Linked DNA regions of Zea mays: region 2 is linked to region 1. A link is a contact called in public Hi-C data. All regions are on one chromosome and are shown on one strand. Each heading gives the region's core, a stretch centred on a gene start, on an enhancer-like site or on the middle of the called end of the contact. The rest is flanking DNA. Distances are from core to core; before and after follow the strand shown. Region 1 holds the start of LOC100272912. Region 2 holds the start of LOC100285184 (zinc finger, C3HC4 type family protein).

Region 1 (4,490 bases), core at 545-3,044:
CCATCCTCCAACAGTCCAGCGCTGCCAGGCGAGTGAAGCGCTGCCAGGCGAGTGAAGCGCCACCCTCCCTAGCTTTAGACTTTCAATCATCAGGAGTTCCAGGTTCAGTCTTCCAGTTCAAACAGTGACGCCCTCCCTAGTTTCAGACTTTCAGTCATCAAGAGTTTATGGTTACTGATCATAGATACAAGTTGTAACTTGTGTGGTTGAACTTGATCTGTTTCATTTTGTTTTGTGAACTCAAGTACTTAACTTATGTATGAACATATTCTATAATTGAAAATTTATGTAATGTCTGAAAAGACGTTTCAACGTTCGTTTCAACGTTTAAATGTTAAAAAGGTGGTTCATAACGTTTTAACGTTTTACCGCTTTAATAACCATGCATTGCTTACCTCTCCTTCATAAACCTCTTTGTTTTCCTTTATACGCAAACCTATAGCTCTACGGAAATTTTCCATCAGCACCTCAGTTTTCTTGACCTCTGAGGAGTACACTTCTGATCCTACCATAGGACAGAATGGGACCTGCATTGCAGTGACAGGGGAAGGAAACATCAGAAGATTATAGCATAAATGCTACAGTGAATCCAGCAAGCATCACAGCTTATCAACATCAGTAACATTTTTCAGACAAACTGTCCCACCAGAACACCCAGTTAAGCTAGATGAACATAAAACTCGAACCATGCGGCTAAAATGACATTAGGTGTGCTACAATACCTCAAGATACCTATGAATTAGCTAAACTGTTCTTTTTCCTGCCCACCCAGAGCTTGTTCACCAAACTGTTAGGGTTGGTCTTGGGCTTAGTCAAAGAACTGACTGAGTCTTAGGAGGCTAACAAACCATGTTCCCTAATAGGGGGAACACCGTCTTAGTTAATGGCTTGGTCCTAGGTCTAACCTGTGTATATATATTAGAGAGGGAGAGACCTCCTGGTACAGTAAACTCAATCGGGGAGGGAATGACCGCCTATTAAGAGACCGAAACAATGGTACCGGCCGAGAAAATCCCTGAACCCTGGCCCCCATCACTAACGGGCCGGCATCAACCCTCCACTCCGCAACAGCCCAACCAGAGACAAAATGTTTTTGTTCATAATAGTGTGATTGATAACATAAGAAAAGATGAGCACCAAATTTAATGCATATCTATTTTAAAATATTAAATTTGTCCCAACAATTCGGATACCCACTTTCATCCCTAGTTTATCCCTTGTCAGGCTCCACTCATGTGACCCACAACAGAGAAAAATGGCGAAGCAATAAAATCATTTCTTCGAAGTACCAGAAAACAAATATAAGCCACTAGGCGCACGGACCTTGCTGCCGAGCTCCTGCGCTATGCCGAGCGCTAGCGCCGTTTTGCCCGTGGCGGGCGGGCCCGCAAGGAGCAGCGCGCGACCGGCCATCTTCTTCTGGCGGATCATGTCGACCGCCAGCCCGGCCGCCTCGCGCGCCGCCGCCTGGCCCACGAACCCCGCCGCCAACGGCATCGACATTCCATTGGCCTGCTTCGCAAGAAGAAGAAGAATAAGAAAGTGAGGGGCTACTACGCATACACACAGAATAGCTAAAACCCTAGGACAAACAGAGGGGGAAGGATGAGGAGCGGGCAGCTACGTCGAGGCCGAGGCCCTTGATGTGAGTGTGGGTGGCGATGCGCTGCTTCTTCGAGGTCGATTGCACCTCCTCTATCCTCATCGCCGCCGCCGCTAGTTATGCGCTCTCTGTTCTCTCTAGAGCTGCTCTCTCCCGCCGGCCGCCGCCTCAAGGCAACAAATTTGGGAGTGGAGGACGGTGACGACTGGTCTCACACTCACTCTTGTGGAAGACGTGTTGCCGCCTCCAGTGGGCCGCTTTGGGCTGTTATAAGGCCGTGTGAGAGCTATGGTTGGGCCTCCGCATATGGTTGGGCCGAATTCTTCGTCATCTTACTCGGTTATTATTGCAGTGTGACTGTGTGAGTAGGAGAGGAGGGGTATCTGTTTCTCTATAAATTTTCTTATTATTAAAGCAGAACAGATTTCCGCTCACACATGTGTCCACGACAACACTTTTGATTTTGACCACAGGTTCCTTATCTAACGGCCAAAAGAACATGAAGTCGTCCCAACGTCTACAGCTGCGAGCCTGCGACCGTACGGCTTCTCTCGAAGCTTCCTATCACCTGTGAGCGTCCGGCGTCCCCACCTCCATGTCTTGCAAAAGCCCCCTCGTCCCCTCCCCACTGCGGCCGTCGCGTGCAGCAGAACTGGGAGCAGGAGCGCAGCAAGCCCCTCCCTTCCCTCCTTGGTCTCAAACGCCACATCGTTGCTCCGACGCTCCCTTGTGCACCGTCGCCGCGAAGTCTGCAGCCCCTACCAAGCCTCAAAACTCCGTCTGTGCCGCTCCTTGGGTGCTTCGTGCCCCCCGGTAAACACCGCTGACGTGGCCGCACACGCCACCGCCTTGTCGCGTGTCGTGTCCGTGTGGCCTCGCTATGCGCCTGTCCGCGGCGCGGCCACACCGCGACGCAGCCCGCGTCGCCCGCTCGCCGATCTAGCAGTGCTGCTACCGTGCCTTTGCGCCCCCCCCCCCCCCCCCGTCGCCGACCACGTTGTGCCCTGCGTGTGCGTCGTGCCGCGGCCACGTCGTCGCCTGTGTCCCGGCCTGAGGTAGGAAAACCAACTACCACCTTCCTCGGTGCTTCGTCCCCCACCCTCTTCCCCCGCCTGGGTGCTACCATTTATTCAGTGCCACATATTTACCTGAATTTAATTTCCTCTAATAATATTCTGATATGAAGCGTGATTAGCAACTTTGTGGTTAAGCATTACAATGCTTTGATAAGTTAGTTAGCATTCTTTCAATCACTTCTTACATAAACAATAATTCTCTGTGAGAAACATTGTAATTATTTACCAACTTATATCTGGTTCTCCACTGAGCTTCCTACCTGACATCACTACAAATTTTTCGGCCAGAATGGTCTTGCAAGGTGATTCTGCTTGCTATCTACTATTGCAAATTCACTGTCACATTCTTCACTGCTTATATATACCAAGAATTATTCTACTACTGTCTTAAGTTAAGAGTCGTCACATTCATTGAATTAACTTGCAAGTTACAGATTGTGCTACTACATCATTCCATGCCTCTTCACTGCTTCAAAGTACTATCGAATATTTGATTGTCCAAAATTAGCAGATTGCACACATTGGGGACATACTATCATCTAGTCAACGTGAAAAGACACTACACTTTTCCCATGCTATTCTATATGTTTCTTTTGTAAGTTTCTTTTTCCATGGTTTTATATGTTAAGAATAGTTATGTGTTCATAGAATAATTTAGTGGTTGCATATTGTATAATTTTCTTGCTTATTTACATAATGTATCTTACCTACCTTCATTGGTATGTTGAATACTTTCTTTTTGGTTCGCTGTAAAGAAAAAAAATATGAGAGGCTTCTCATGAGTGAAGCGAGAATAGTCATCCACAATTACTAGACAGTACTTACTCCCGCCGATGCTTATGTAGGCAATCGGGCCAAATAGATCCATGTGGAGTAGCTCCAGTGGCCTGTCCGTTGTCATTATGTTTTTGTGTGGATGGAGGGTGCCAACTTGCTTTCCTGCTTGACATGCGCTACAAATCCTGTCTTTCTCAAAATAAACATTTATTAGTCCCAAAATATGCTCTCCCTTTAGAAGTTTGTGGAGATTCTTCATTCCAACATGGGCTAGTCAGCGATGCCAGAGCCAACCCATATTAGTCTTAGCAATTAAATAAGTGTCAAGTTCAGCTTTGTTAAAATCAACCAAGTATAGCTGACCCTCTAACACTCCCTTGAATGCTACTGAATCATCACTGCTTTTAAAGACAGTAACACCTATATCTGTAAAAAGACAGTTGTAGCCCATTTTGCATAATTGAGAAACTGAAAGCAAATTGTAATCTAAAGCATCTACAAGAAAAACATTAGAAATAGAATGGTCAGGTGATATAGCAATTTTACCAAGTCCTTTGACCAAACCTTGATTTCCATCCCCGAATGTGATAGCTCTTTGGGGATCTTCGTTTTTCTCGTAGGAGGAGAACATTCTTTTCTCCCCTGTCATATGGTTTGTGCATCCGCTATCAATTATCCAACTTGAGCCCCCGGATGCATAAACATGCAAAACAATTTAGGCCTTGTTCTTAGGTACCCAAACAATCTTGGGTCCTTTCATGTTAGAAACAAGCACCTTGGGTACCCAAACACAAGTCTTGGAGCCCTTGTGTTTGCCCCCAACATATTTGGTAACTATTTTGCCTGATTTGTTAGTTAAAACATATGATGCATCAAAAGTCTTAAATGAAATGTTAGGCTCATTTGATGCAGTAGGAGTTTTCTTTTTAGGCATTTTAACATGAGTAGAATGCCTAGAGCTAGAAGCCTCATTCTTATACATAAAAGCATGGTGAGAAACAGAATGAGATTTCATAGCATGAATCTCCTAATTT
Region 2 (4,896 bases), core at 89-2,588, 770 kb after region 1:
TTCTCTTCTCCTCTAACCTCCACCTCTTTCTCCAACAGTGTGAGGGCTCATTTTTCTCTATTTTTCTTCTTCCTTCTTTCTCATCTATACTATACCTCTATAGCCAATGGAGTTTTATCAACATAGTAGGGGCCCCTTCATGTCCGCCAGACCGCCACTGACTACGATTCTATGATTCACGAAGACTTCACGCTTGCGCAATATTCGTTGGGCTGTTAGCTATTTCCACTAGCTTAGGTTCTATTTTGATTTGCCTAGTTTCTTATAAACTGATTTTTAAAAGTTAGAAGGCCTTTACACAGGTATAGTTTTTATTCAATTTCCAAAAACCTGTTTCCTGGTTTCTTAAAAATCAATAATCTGTTTAACCCTTACTAAAACCAGTTTTGGTTGGCTAATTACGTACTACCCTTAATGAGTTGGAAAATAATTACTAAACAATGCCACCGTCGCGAGCAACAACTCCACGCGCCCAGGCCTCCCCGTGTTCATCCGAGCAGCAATCCGGCCAACTCCACGCCCAGGCGTCCGGTCTACATCCAGGCGTGTTGTAACCGCCCAGGAGGCAACACTCACGCCAGGAATGGAAACGGGAAATTAGTGTCAGATATAAAAAATCATTATGCACATTAAAATAAACATATTTATATAACATCTAATCTCTTAACAATATAATTATTTATTTTTATTATTAACTATTATATAAAAAATATCACCATATATAAATTTAACGGGGTCTATATGAAAAATGGATGAGAAATGCTTTCTCGTACCCATTCTCGTTTATTGGTCTAGAGAGATTTTTTTTCTATTTATATCCCTGTGAGATAAAAAACTTTCCCGTTTCCTAATGAATTCCCGTAAAGAATTAGGAAACGAGATCTATTGCCATCTCTACTCGTGTCTCCTCGACTCCTCCACGCATCTCGTCATCTCGTGGGAGCGCCCAGGCCTCCGTTTCCTTCAGCGCGGCCGCAGATCGATCTGACCTGCGCTCTTGCTCATGCATTCCGCCAAGGATACAACGGTCATTGTCGAAGCTAGAGACCAAATTTTAAAAACTTTTGATTCAAACACTTTTGTGCAGTTTTTATCTAAAAGCCAGTTTCTAGAAATCAGGTATAGAAATCAGTTTTTTTTTTTAAAACCGAGGTAGATCCAAACAGAAACAGGCCCTTAGCCATCCCTGCTTGGTCCAAAAATTTTTTAAAAAAAGAGAAAAAGAAATCAAACCGAGCGCGTCGAGGTCAATGCAGGGCGGGACGGAGAAGGAGCAGGGAACAAGAGTACAAGACGAGCAACAGGACAATCCAACCAACCCTTTCCATTCCCAATCTTCCCGTCTCCAAGTCTCCGGTCTCGAATCCCTCCCTTCCAGAACAAGACACCTGACGCCGCCGCCCCCCCGCCGGCCGCACCCGTCCATACCATACCATACCATACCTCCGGCCGCTCGTCTCCTATCTCGTCACCTTCGCCCGGCGCTCAGATCTCCGCCGCGCCTCTGCCTGATCCCCCCACCCCCATTGGAGGGAGACACATCCCGCGTGGGCGCACGAGGTACGTACGCTCGCGCCTCTTCCGTCCTCTCGCGCGACCGCGGCGTCTAGGGTCGCCGATTCGCGTTCTGCTCTGCTCTGCTCTGCTCCTCGACTCTCGTCAGCAGTCGTCCCGCAGGGCGCTTCGACGGACCCATGCGCATGTATGTGTAGCTAACCCAGCAGCTGAAGGCTCTGGATTGGCGCTGCTGCATCATAGGTAGCGGGGGAATCGGGACAGTAATAACTGGGATATGGGTATCTGGAACCGTGGGGGTTTTGTGTGGTTCTAGATAAGATGGTGATGTGCTAGAGATACTTGGTTCGAGCAGATATACTGTTGGAATTCGATTCCCTCCTTTCCTGGTTCCATCCATATCCATCGATGCTGGCTGTGGCTGGGTTGAGGTCAGGCTCGCCTTGGTCACTGGTCCCCACAGTAGTAGCTAACTTTATTTTGTAGTGTGGCTGGCAAAATCTAGTGCACCGATCCTTATCAAAACTCAAAAGTATAAACAATAGTAATAGGCTCCCAACATGGGATTGAACCGTATATTACTGCTTTACCTGTCAGCCCCAGCAAAGCAGACGGAACAGTCAGACATCAAATCTTTTAAAACCAAGTAACACAAAACCGACCGTTCGAACCTAATGGCTTCGCTATCAAGTATGTTGGTTCATTTTACCGAGTAAAGGTTGAAATATCAAGCTAAGCAAAAGCACCCATGCTCTGATTAACATATACATGACTTATCATCTCCATATTCTGAGACTGATATTATCCCTGATGAGTGATGACCCAACCAAACTTTAGGTTTCAGCTAGCTAGCCATACTTAAAATCATTGTGATAGATTATGTGCATGAGGGCATTTTATTCTAATTGGCTTGATTTTTATGTGGTATTGATTTATTTTTAACATGTAGTTTATCAGTTTTAACCTTTCAGCACATCCTACTTATTGGTACACGACTTACCTACCACATATTATCTTGCAGGACCTGGTTTTTTTATCAAATGCTTGACAAAATGCTTGCTTGGTGATGTCTGGCTATGATTTGGGTCCTGTTTATCATGCAGTTGGCTTCTCATGGCACTCAAACAGAAGAGACGATGCAGTTTGTGCCCCATTGTGATCATGCAGAAGTGTCAGATTCACAGTCAACAAGTTCACAACTAAACCTGATAGAGAGATCAACAGAGCATCTAGCCTCATGTGAAATCAACCCAGTGAGCGTTGATGATGACAACGACAATGAACATATCGATGCCAATGAAGAAACTCACCTTGTTATTCAGGACGTTCCTCAATGCCGGATTTGCCTTGATAGTGAAGGTTTGCTCTTTGACTATCAGTGTTCTTAAGGCGCCTAGGCGAGCAAGTGCAGCAGACAACCGCCTTAGCGCCTAGGCGACGCCTAGGCGGGTAAGGCGAGCAAGGCGGCCAGTTTTGCCCGAGCGCTTGGACGCCTAGGCGTTGCCTAGGCGACGCCTTAAGAATAGTGGTGACTATTAGAACTTTTCTTAGATAGATAGTTGTTAAGGAATTTGAAATGCCTTGTTATTTTTTAATATTTAATTCATGTTTGTTTTGTTGCATACCTGCCACGGAGTAGGTGATGACTTGATTGCGCCCTGCCGTTGCAAGGGAACGCAGAAGTATGTCCATAGGTCCTGTCTTGATAACTGGAGATCAACAAAGGTCTGGATTCTAGAGCATCTATTCTCTAAACTGCAGACTTAAAAGATGCTTCCTAATCATCATTATTAGTCTAGTTGGCTCTAACCTAGTATGTCTGTAACACATTACCCAGGAAGGTTTTGCATTTTCACATTGCACTGAATGTCGAGCTGCATTCTTTCTTCGTGCAAATGTTCCTCCAGATCGATGGTGGTTAAGATTGAAGTTTCAACTTCTGGTTGTTAGGGATCACACACTAATCTTCTTTATTGTGCAACTGGTGAGATACTCACGCCTTTTATAGACCATGGAAACAGATCCAGTAATTCTCTATTGACATATTTTGAGCTGAATCATTTTTTCACTTTCTTTTCCAGATTTCATTGATTTAGCTGAAGCTAGAAATACATAACAAATTTTCTGTTTGCTGCATTATTAAAAAAAACTCGGCCGGAGTGGGAAAGACCGTCCTCCCGGTATTATACTAAGAAGAGACCGAAACATGGTCCCGGCCGAGAAAATCCCCGAACCCTGGCTTCCATCACCAGCGGGCTGTCACCGTCCACTCTGCAACAGCCCGGCTGGAGGGTGGCGCGCATGACGTAACCCGGGAACGGGCGGGGCACAACGAGTGGTTTTTAACCAAGCCAGAAATTCGCCCCCAAAGGGGGTCGAACCTGAAACCTGAAGGTGTTACTCGGAGGCCTTAACCATTAAGCTGGAGGCCCTTTCGCTTTGCTGCATTATTTAGAAGCATCATGCATGATTAAAAATATTTGCAGCTTGGTTTTCTACTCGACTGGAGAGGGAAAGACTGCCCTCCCGATATTGTATTAAGAAGCGACCGAAACATGGTCTCGACCGAGAAAATTCCTGAACCTTGGCCCCCATCACTAGTGGGTCGTCACCGCCCACTCGCAACAGCCCATCCAGAGGGTGGCGCGCAGGACGTAACCCGGGAGCGGGCGAGGCACAATGATGGGATTTTTTTAATCAAGCCAGAAATTCGCCCCTCGAGGGGGGTCGAACCCGAGACCTAGAGTTGCTACTCGAAAGCCTTAACCATTACGCTAGAGGCCCTTTCGCGCTTGGTTTTCTACACTTGGTTCATCTCCTTTCCCTTTCATCCTTGTGGGTTGCTTTGAGCAAGTACATGGTATTCTTTTATGATTACATTATGGGAGACCAACACACAATATTTTACATGATCAAGAAAGAGGCCTCGACGACCATAGTGAACTGCACACTTATATAGATCTTTTTTTGCTCTTATAATCTTGTTTTTTCTTATTGTCTTTTAGGTAGTTGCTTTCATGGGTATGGTGATTTACAGATTTTATGGAGATGAACTGCGCGAAATGTTTGGTTATGAAGAGCACCCATATGCTTTCTATGCCATGGCGAGTAAGTTAATTTAATGATTTTTCATAGTGACATCAACATATATATTGTGTGTATATTGTATTTTGGTCTTAACTTTAGTTTGGGAAATTTCCTCAACAACTGAAAATCTGAATGAGAACCAATACTTTTGGATTATGTTTTACTGGAACTGCTTAATGCTGATTTAGATTCAATTTTCAATGCCATATGTTTCATGTAGCTACTATTGGATATGATTTGTAATTGATGTCGTCTTAGGTTTCTTACCAATTGTGAGAGAGGACTGGGGAGTGG

Evidence for each region. Hi-C and Micro-C count contacts between places; a contact is called where the count stands out from the background.
Region 2: a Hi-C map of ear shows a contact between it and region 1, with 2.6 times the contacts expected there. The contact joins the promoter of LOC100285184 here to the promoter of LOC100272912 in region 1. A contact is called at or near these places in 2 of 25 Hi-C or Micro-C datasets (ear and tassel).

Annotation. Positions count from the first base shown.
Region 1 is chr5:76,189,966-76,194,455 of Zm-B73-REFERENCE-NAM-5.0, forward strand. It overlaps LOC100272912, which reads right to left and starts at 1,795. Exons shown (of 12, transcript NM_001147364.1): 1 at 1,625-1,795; 2 at 1,324-1,512; 3 at 396-527. The coding sequence starts at 1,705.
Region 2 is chr5:76,957,086-76,961,981 of Zm-B73-REFERENCE-NAM-5.0, forward strand. LOC100285184 (zinc finger, C3HC4 type family protein) reads left to right here and starts at 1,339. Exons shown (of 8, transcript NM_001158078.2): 1 at 1,339-1,560; 2 at 2,537-2,874; 3 at 3,155-3,240; 4 at 3,353-3,499; 5 at 4,521-4,623. The coding sequence starts at 2,592.